Regions from separate parts of the Rattus norvegicus genome. Here all the other regions are linked to region 3. Evidence: chromatin contacts called from public Hi-C data. All regions are on one chromosome and are shown on one strand. Each heading gives the region's core, a stretch centred on a gene start, on an enhancer-like site or on the middle of the called end of the contact. The rest is flanking DNA. Distances are from core to core; before and after follow the strand shown. Region 1 holds the start of H4cl3 (histone H4C like 3). Region 2 holds the start of hist1h2ail2 (histone cluster 1, H2ai-like2). Region 3 holds the start of H2bc12 (H2B clustered histone 12).

Region 1 (3,063 bases), core at 113-2,612, 310 kb after region 3:
TGTGCTGTCGTTATAGAAAGACACATGATCGCTAGGGACTAGAAGTTTCACTCTAGCACAGCAGCAGTTATGGTACATAGGTCACTGGGCCACAAAAAGATGAATGCTTTGATAAGAAAATGGGATGTTAGAATTGTGGACATTTAAAGATAGCCCTCACAGGCCACAGAAAGCTGGTTGTAGCACTTGGGTTGTTATGGGTTTTCTTACTGTTTCTCCACCCATTCAAACCTTTTATCTAAGTGGATTCTGAACACCAGAAGTCTATTGTTGGGACTGCATGTTACAATGTTTGCAGCAATTCTGTAAAACCTCAGATTTCCATACACCCATTTTGTAGCTCACAGCCCTCTAGAATGCCAGGGACAGAGGACCTAACCCCTTATTCTGGCCTCTCAGAGCATCAGGTATACACGTGGTGCAGTCATGCATAGAACACCCATAAGCAGGCGAGTCATTGCTGGGTAACGTGTAGGACCTAAAGGAATGTGGAGATCATGAATTTAGTTATATTAAGACCTTAAAGGTTTGCCCATGCCTGGGATTTTGGACTCCATGCACCTTAAAACGGCTGCCATGCTAATTACAAAACACAATCCGTGGATTTAGGCAAAAAAACCTAGTGCATTTGGGGGATTAGGAGCAACTTTGAGGGTAGGCACCATTCTCTAAATACTTGAGAGATTGTGAAGAGTAGGAGTAGGCCTTAGTATCCTATTGGAATTTGCTGTATTTGTAATACCATGTGACCGGTTTTCTTTAGCAAAACTAAGAAAAACTTTGGTTACAAATTGGCTTTGTACCAAGGGAAGAACTCCAATTCGTGTAAAAGTAAAATAACTCTTTTGTGTACGTATAGGTGGCTCTGAAAAGAGCCTTTGGAAAAACACGAGACAACTTATGCTCTCTCCCCTCGAATGCGGCGGGCAAGCTGGATATCCTTGGGCATGATGGTCACACGCTTGGCGTGGATGGCGCACAGGTTGGTGTCCTCAAACAGACCCACAAGGTAGGCCTCACAGGCCTCCTGCAGGGCCATGACCGCCGAGCTCTGGAAACGCAGGTCAGTCTTGAAGTCCTGAGCGATTTCACGTACCAAGCGCTGGAATGGGAGCTTGCGGATCAGCAACTCGGTCGACTTTTGGTAGCGCCTGATCTCGCGCAGAGCCACGGTGCCAGGACGGTAGCGGTGGGGCTTCTTAACGCCGCCGGTGGCTGGAGCGCTCTTGCGGGCGGCCTTGGTAGCCAGTTGCTTGCGCGGGGCCTTGCCACCGGTGGACTTGCGAGCGGTCTGCTTAGTACGAGCCATAGTATGTCTTGACCTCCCAAAGGAAAGTGAAAGGAGAAAAGAAAAAGCTTCACGGCCACATTTATACAGGCGGCTGGATTCTGATTGGTCAAAATAGCTGCAGGAACAACATAATTGGCTGGTGAGTTCTTTTGTTTTCTGAGTCTGATGAGGGTTTGTGTTTAAGCAAGTGTGCAATTTCCTCATTGAAAAGGAAATCCCGCTGAATAATCGTGGAGATCAATGTATTGTTTATTAAAAGCACTTTTCCTACATTTTTTCCTGTTTTAGATTATATGGAAAGATGTGTAGTAAGATACCTACAAGATAGGTATTGACCCCTTGGGATTTGCAGAGCGAGGTGGGGAGGTCTAGTGGAAACGTTATTAGCTGTGATGGTAACCAAATGATTTAACACCCTTAGCTGATCTTGTACTTGTCAAATGGCAATAAGGACTTGTCAATCATGCACGTAAGCAGTATTAAGGTGAGAATTGTACAGTGATTAGTTGTTTTCTAGTGTGTGCTCTTCCAAGTGTAAAAGGAACACTTCTCGAGACAATTCGTTGTGTAGTCCTGTCTTGGGATTCACCCTGCAGAGTAGAGACCTCGAACTAAAGGGTGGGTCTGCTTTTGTGTACTACTGGGCCAGAGAATTCTTCCAGGAGCCCTAGGAACTACACAAAGAATATTTAGCTTATATGTATGGGGAAAAGAAACCCTTGATACAACCGAGGTAAAATTGTTTTCAAAAATTAATGACGGGGCAAAACACAAAAATTCCTACAATTCAACATTTTTGGCAGCGTCCAATTCTTTTTGGAGAAAGTGAGTGGCTCTGAAAAGAGCCTTTGGTGATAGTGCTTTGTATAAAGGGTCTCACTTTCCCTTAGCTTTGTGGTGGCTCTCGGTCTTCTTGGGCAGCAGCACCGCCTGGATGTTGGGCAGGACACCGCCCTGTGCGATGGTCACGCGGCCCAGCAGCTTGTTGAGCTCCTCGTCGTTGCGGATGGCCAGCTGCAGGTGGCGCGGGATGATACGCGTCTTCTTGTTGTCCCTCGCCGCGTTGCCCGCCAGCTCCAAGATCTCGGCCGTCAGGTACTCCAGCACGGCCGCCAGGTACACCGGGGCGCCGGCGCCCACCCGTTCCGAGTAGTTGCCCTTGCGGAGCAGACGGTGCACACGACCCACGGGGAACTGTAGGCCGGCCCGGGAGGAGCGGGTCTTGGCCTTGGCACGAGCCTTACCACCTTGTTTACCACGTCCAGTCATTGTAGAGAGCTGGAAGGTAGAATCCACTGAAGGATACTCAGTGAGAGATGACACAGCTATGCTTTGCCATTTATACTCAACGCAGGGCGTGAAAAAGTAGCAATTTCATTGGTTACATGGAACTATTCACCTAGACCAATAACACAGTTGGTTTGACAAACCCTTGCTATGATTGGGTATTTAGTGGATGACGATTGCTAGTTCGCGCTAACCAAAGCCACAAGTTTCTTTAAAATCAGCCTGTGCAGAGACAGTACAGTTGTTCGGTTCTATTTCCTTTTGGTTGGTTGTTTTTTTTCGCCATTCCTGAACCCGCGAAGTCCTCCCCCGGCCCGAAGAGAAGGGCTCCAAGAAGGCCGTGACCAAGGCGCTGAAGAAGGACGGCTAGAAGCGCAAGCGCAGCCCCAAGGAGAGCTACTCGGTGTACGTGTACAAGGTGCTTAAGCAAGTGCACCCGGACACTGGCATCTCTTCTAAGGCCATGGGCATTTATGAACTCGTTC
Region 2 (2,719 bases), core at 191-2,690, 270 kb after region 3:
CTAGTTTGTCTGAAAGAATGCCATATCCCTTAAAAATTCAAAATTATGGGGTTGGGGATTTGGCTCAGTGGTAGAGCACTTGCCTAGGAAGCGCAAGGTCCTGGGTTCAATCCCCAGCCCCGGAAAAAAAAAAAAAAAAAAAAGCACAAAAATTCAAAATTATCTCCCATTGCTTATGTGCTCAGAATGAGAACATCTGGGAGTCACTAGAATACATTAACCATATAAAAATGTACTACTAAAAGAATTGAGCAAAATAAACTTGAAGCATTTTCATATAAATTCCAGAAAAGATTCAAAATGTTTCAATTAAGCTATTGCATATTTTAAACTGAAAAGCCCGTTTTTATTATCCAAGGTGAGACTACGGAATGAGCAGGGAAAGGCTTTCTGATTTTTCCTTTTTAAAATTTGTCCTAAGTACCAGAAACAGTTGAAACACTGAGCAGGAAGAACCCCAAGAATGATGGGGAAACAAACGCGACTATCTCTGGCGTTTAATTTTGAAACTGCCCGCGAAACGCCGATTGGCTAGCGAAGCCACAAATCAGGACACTGTAAAGATGAGTCTAACTTTCAGTTTTGGTAAATTAATCCAAAGGAAAAAGTTTACGGAGCACTGTACTCAAAAGCAGTGTTGTCTGTACTCGGCCCTTAGGCATGCATTTCACCGAACCTCTTCAATTGTCACCTTCCTTTAGTCTTTAGCTTTCTAAGCAAACTCGAAGTGCAACATTCTTTCAGTAAGGTGAGTGGCTCTGAAAAGAGCCTTTGGGTTAGGAGTGAGTTAAGATGAACTCACTTGGAGCTGGTGTACTTGGTGACCGCCTTGGTGCCCTCGGACACAGCGTGCTTGGCCAGCTCCCCGGGCAGCAGCAGGCGCACGGCCGTCTGGATCTCCCGGGACGTGATGGTCGAGCGCTTGTTGTAATGCGCTAGACGCGACGCCTCGCCCGCGATGCGCTCGAAGATGTCGTTCACGAACGAGTTCATGATGCCCATGGCCTTAGAAGAGATGCCCGTGTCCGGGTGCACTTGCTTCAGCACCTTGTACACGTACACCGAGTAGCTCTCCTTGCGGCTGCGCTTGCGCTTCTTGCCGTCCTTCTTCTGCGCCTTGGTCACGGCCTTCTTGGAGCCCTTCTTCGGGGCGGGAGCGGACTTCGCGGGCTCAGGCATAGCGAAAATGAAACACCAAACAAAGGAAAATAGGACCGAACAACTGTACGGTTTCTGCACAGGCTGACTTTTAAAGAAACTTGTGGCTTTGGTTAGCGCGAACTAACAATCGTCATCCACTAAATACCCAATCATAGCAAGGGTTTTTCTAACCAACTGTGTTATTGGTCTAGGCGAATAGTTCCATGTAACCAATGAAATTGCTACTTTTTCACGCCCTGCGTTGCGTATAAGTGCCACAGCATAGCGGTATCTTCTCTCAGTGAGTAGATTCTAGTTTTCGTTTCTTTGCTATGTCTGGACGTGGGAAGCAGGGCGGCAAGGCTCGCGCCAAGGCCAAGACCCGGTCCTCCCGGGCGGGCCTGCAGTTTCCCGTGGGCCGCGTGCACCGTCTGCTGCGTAAGGGCAACTATTCGGAGCGGGTGGGCGCCGGCGCCCCGGTGTACCTGGCGGCCGTGCTGGAGTACCTGACGGCCGAGATCCTGGAGCTGGCGGGCAACGCAGCGAGGGACAACAAGAAGACGCGCATCATCCCGCGCCACCTGCAGCTGGCCATCCGCAACGACGAGGAGCTCAACAAGCTGCTGGGCCGCGTGACCATCGCACAGGGCGGCGTTCTGCCAAACATCCAGGCGGTGCTGCTGCCCAAGAAGACCGAGAGCCACCACAAGGCTAAGGGGAAGTAAGACCAGGGATCACCAAAGGCTCTTTTCAGAGCCACCTATAAGAACACACGGAGGAGCTGTGCTAATTAGAATGGTAGTTGGGTCAATGAGTGCAACACTATGGACAGAGAAACATTAAGTTAAGCCAGTCCTAGGTTTATTCTCAAGGATTAATGAATCAAACTGCCAAGTTTTAATTTACTGCCCAGTAAGTATTAGTACCTCTTAAGTTCTAATGCTTCAGGCCAGGAACGTTCCCTGTATTATTAAAAGATCATTGTTTGTTCTTGTATAGCATTCTAGGAGGAATAGCAAGTTATCTAATAGATTGTTCTTTCACTCAGCATTTACAGAATGACTTATGTTAAAATCTGTCATTTCTTTAAGCCTCAGCCATTTTAAAACGTTTTTTTTTTTCTTTTTTTCGGAGCTGGGGACCGAACCCAGGGCCTTGCGCTTGCTAGCCAAGTGCTCTACCACTGAGCCAAATCTCCAACCCTTTAGCCTCAGCCATTTGTTCAGTCTTTTACCCCTTTTCATCTTGGCCTTTGTTTTGTAAAGCGTTTAGGGCAAGTATTTCGTGGGTTGGTACTGAGTGAACCTTGGGATGCACATGTTAAAGTTTACTACGGTGGTACAGGCTTTAAGGAGCCTGAGGTTAAAGAAAAGAAAGTTTAAAATAAAGTCTCTGCTGTCAAGGGACTTAAAAACAATTCAGTGTATTTCTAAAGGTAGAAATTAGCAATTCTGGAAAGGAAATGTTTTAAAATCATGTACTAAATTTATTAGTAGAGTTATATTTTATCTGAAGCCAACTTTCAGTACATGTGGATAGTAGTTACTTTGAAAGAGTCATTTGGGGGCCTAGAGAAGCG
Region 3 (2,904 bases), core at 332-2,831:
TAGAAAGCTCTCTTTACACCATCCCGCCTTTACTTGTGATAAATGCCTTCTCCAATTACCTCCACCTTTGCTCTTTGCTTTGAAAACCGTTTTCTTTACATCCTTCTAGATTGCTCCCAGCATTTAAAAACAAAAAAATACATAGTAATTATTACCTCATAGATTTGTGTAAAGATTAAAAATGGGTTCAGATACTACAGGCATGTCTATATAAGTGCTTGATAATCACTCAAGAAGTGTTTAAAATCATTTTATATTTTTTAAGAATATTAATGTAAAAAAAAGAATATTAATGTAACAAGCAATGTTCTAATAAAGACTTGGATGGATAGAAAACTTGTTCGGCGTGTTGAAATATTCCAGTCTGACCTTGCTCACCTCTAAGTACACTTCCAGGAGAAAGCAATCCATTCTGTGTGCTCGGTATTTGTATCGTCAAAGCCTAGACAGGCGAGAGGCAAAAATGTTTACGTTTCAGTAAATTGTTCCCTAGAGGTGCCCTCTGTCTCCATGCCACACGCAAGGGTTTTACTGTACAGCCCTAGCTGTTCAAACTCACTCTGTAGATTAGACCGCTCTTGAACAGACATCCAACTGGGCCTGCCTTCAGAGTGCTGGAATCAAATAAAGGCAGGAACAACGACAGACAGGTTTAAATCCAGCTGGGTTGGGTTGGGTTGGGTTGGGTTGGTTTGGTTTGGTTTGGTTTTAGCATGAGACACGATCCTGCAAGCCCGAATTTCTAACACAGGATCACGACCTTGAAATCGTGACCTTACTTCTACTTACCAGAACGCAAGCATTATAGATGTGGTCCACCAGACCAGTGGGGAAGGATTTATTTAGCTTAGGGCTTTAGGTATGCCAAACACTCTACCAGCTGAGTTTGCATCCTTAGCCGTAGTCTGATTTCAAATAAATTAGGCCAAGACACAATATAGCTCCTAAATACTTCCATTTTGCTCAAAGTTCGTTGTGGCTTACGCAGTACTCAAAACTGGGCCACCCTGACCGAGACAAGCAATTCCTTGTATTATCCTAGTGTATTAAACACTGCACCGGCCACGGGAATTATCTGTGGAAGTTCTAAAAAGGTTTACAGCTCTAATACTGGTAAGTTTAGTGGCTCTTAAAAGAGCCTTTGGTGTTAACCCTGCTGAAAAGTTTACTTAGCGCTGGTGTATTTGGTGACGGCCTTGGTGCCCTCGGACACCGCGTGCTTGGCCAGCTCCCCAGGAAGCAACAGGCGCACGGCCGTCTGGATCTCCCGGGACGTGATGGTCGAGCGCTTGTTGTAGTGCGCCAGGCGCGACGCCTCGCCCGCGATGCGCTCAAAGATGTCGTTCACGAACGAGTTCATGATGCCCATGGCCTTGGAAGAGATGCCCGTGTCCGGGTGTACTTGCTTCAGCACCTTGTACACGTACACCGAGTAGCTCTCCTTACGGCTGCGCTTGCGCTTCTTGCCGTCCTTCTTCTGCGCCTTGGTCACGGCCTTCTTGGAGCCCTTCTTCGGTGCGGGGGCGGACTTGGCAGGTTCAGGCATACTGTAGAAGTAGACAGAACACCGAACAAGAAAACCAGGTAGTGAAGCCGCGGGTACTCTTTATCTAGAGCTTCGCATGCAAATAAGATGAAGTGCTCTGTATCTTTTTAGTGGTCATTCAGAGAAAAGGCTGAGTCTGCTTTTACCCAATAAGAATACACAAATCCCAAAACCGCGTTTCCATTGGTTAAAATTAACTCAGAATGCTAACCAATGACGGGTCTCCTTTTTCGCGCCTTGGCTTAACTATAAAAATCAAGAGCGTGTTCCTTCTTCATGTTTTTGTAGCGAGCGTTAAAGGCAAGAGGGACAAGTTCTTTATTATGTCTGGACGCGGCAAGCAGGGCAGCAAGGCTCGCGCCAAGGCCAAGACCCGCTCCTTCCGGGCCGGCCTGCAATTCCCGGTGGGTCGCGTGCACCGGCTGCTCCGCAAGGGCAACTACTCCGAGCGGGTGGGCGCCGGCGCCCCAGTGTATCTGGCGGCCGTGCTGGAGTACCTGACGGCCGAGATCCTGGAGCTGGCGGGCAACGCGGCGAGGGACAACAAGAAGACGCGCATCATCCCGCGCCACCTGCAGCTGGCCATCCGCAACGACGAGGAGCTCAACAAGCTGCTGGGCCGCGTGACCATCGCGCAGGGCGGCGTCCTGCCCAACATCCAGGCGGTGCTGCTGCCCAAGAAGACGGAGAGCCACCACAAGGTTAAGTGAAGCAGGTTTCCATACTTCCCAAAGGCTCTTTTCAGAGCCATTCACATAATCCAAAAAGAAGCTGATGCGTGCAAACCTAAGGTCTCAATCTTGAAAATATACAAGCCTTTAGTTTATCCAGTTTAAAGCACAATAGCTGGACTGGTTGCGATTTCGCGATGAATAAGCTGCAGTTCAGTGTATATGTGCTCCGTCAGCGTGGGACTTAAGATACTGCTCTCCCCTCTCCCCCTTTATAAAGCTTGTTTTTCAGACAAGATCTCACTGGAACCCCCTGTAGAACAAGCTTGTCTGCCGCTCCCTAGGATATTGGGACGAATCCAAGTTGGCAGGCCTAGTTAACCTCATCAGATGGTGGAATTTTTTTTTTCACTCCCACTGCAGCAGAACATGTTTACTAAATTACATCTTTTTCCAAGTCATGGTTAACTCTTGACCACGTGGTTCACCTCATTAGAGGATAACTGATTAATGTAGCCTATTCATGTGGAAATTGCTTCCAGCTAAGGAAACAGGTGTGGGGTGTCAGGCAGTAGATAGCCCAATTTAGAGAAGTTTAGACAGAGGTATACAAAGACTTCATTGAAGGTGTTATTTGGTCAAATTGAAAAGACATGAGAGTTTAGCATAAAATGTACCAAGTACACT

Evidence for each region. Hi-C and Micro-C count contacts between places; a contact is called where the count stands out from the background.
Region 1: a contact with region 3 is called in a Hi-C map of kidney, with 7 times the contacts expected there. The contact joins the promoter of H4cl3 here to the promoter of H2bc12 in region 3. A contact is called at or near these places in 11 of 12 Hi-C or Micro-C datasets (the A7r5 cell line, Schwann cells, frontal cortex and 6 more) and 1 of 1 datasets of contacts at active chromatin or transcription factors (oligodendrocytes).
Region 2: a contact with region 3 is called in a Hi-C map of liver, with 5 times the contacts expected there. The contact joins the promoter of hist1h2ail2 here to the promoter of H2bc12 in region 3. A contact is called at or near these places in 4 of 12 Hi-C or Micro-C datasets (Schwann cells, frontal cortex, liver and 1 more).

What each region holds. Positions count from the first base shown.
Region 1 is chr17:47,493,526-47,496,588 of GRCr8, forward strand. H4cl3 (histone H4C like 3) reads right to left here and starts at 1,363. Exons shown (of 3, transcript XM_008771773.4): 1 at 981-1,363. The coding sequence starts at 1,309. It overlaps H2ac4 (H2A clustered histone 4), which reads right to left and starts at 2,602. Exons shown (of 1, transcript NM_001109423.2): 1 at 2,099-2,602. The coding sequence starts at 2,560. The coding sequence ends at 2,168. It also overlaps the pseudogene H2bc12l-ps1.
Region 2 is chr17:47,447,462-47,450,180 of GRCr8, forward strand. It overlaps hist1h2ail2 (histone cluster 1, H2ai-like2), which reads left to right and starts at 1,441. Exons shown (of 1, transcript NM_001408761.1): 1 at 1,441-1,901. The coding sequence starts at 1,473. The coding sequence ends at 1,865. H2bcl1 (H2B clustered histone like 1) reads right to left here and starts at 1,222. Exons shown (of 1, transcript NM_001409088.1): 1 at 752-1,222. The coding sequence starts at 1,179. The coding sequence ends at 799.
Region 3 is chr17:47,180,359-47,183,262 of GRCr8, forward strand. H2bc12 (H2B clustered histone 12) reads right to left here and starts at 1,582. Exons shown (of 1, transcript NM_001109400.2): 1 at 1,119-1,582. The coding sequence starts at 1,546. The coding sequence ends at 1,166. Hist1h4b (histone cluster 1 H4 family member B) reads left to right here. Exons shown (of 2, transcript NM_022686.2): 2 at 1-332. H2ac12 (H2A clustered histone 12) reads left to right here and starts at 1,835. Exons shown (of 1, transcript NM_001408726.1): 1 at 1,835-2,300. The coding sequence starts at 1,870. The coding sequence ends at 2,256.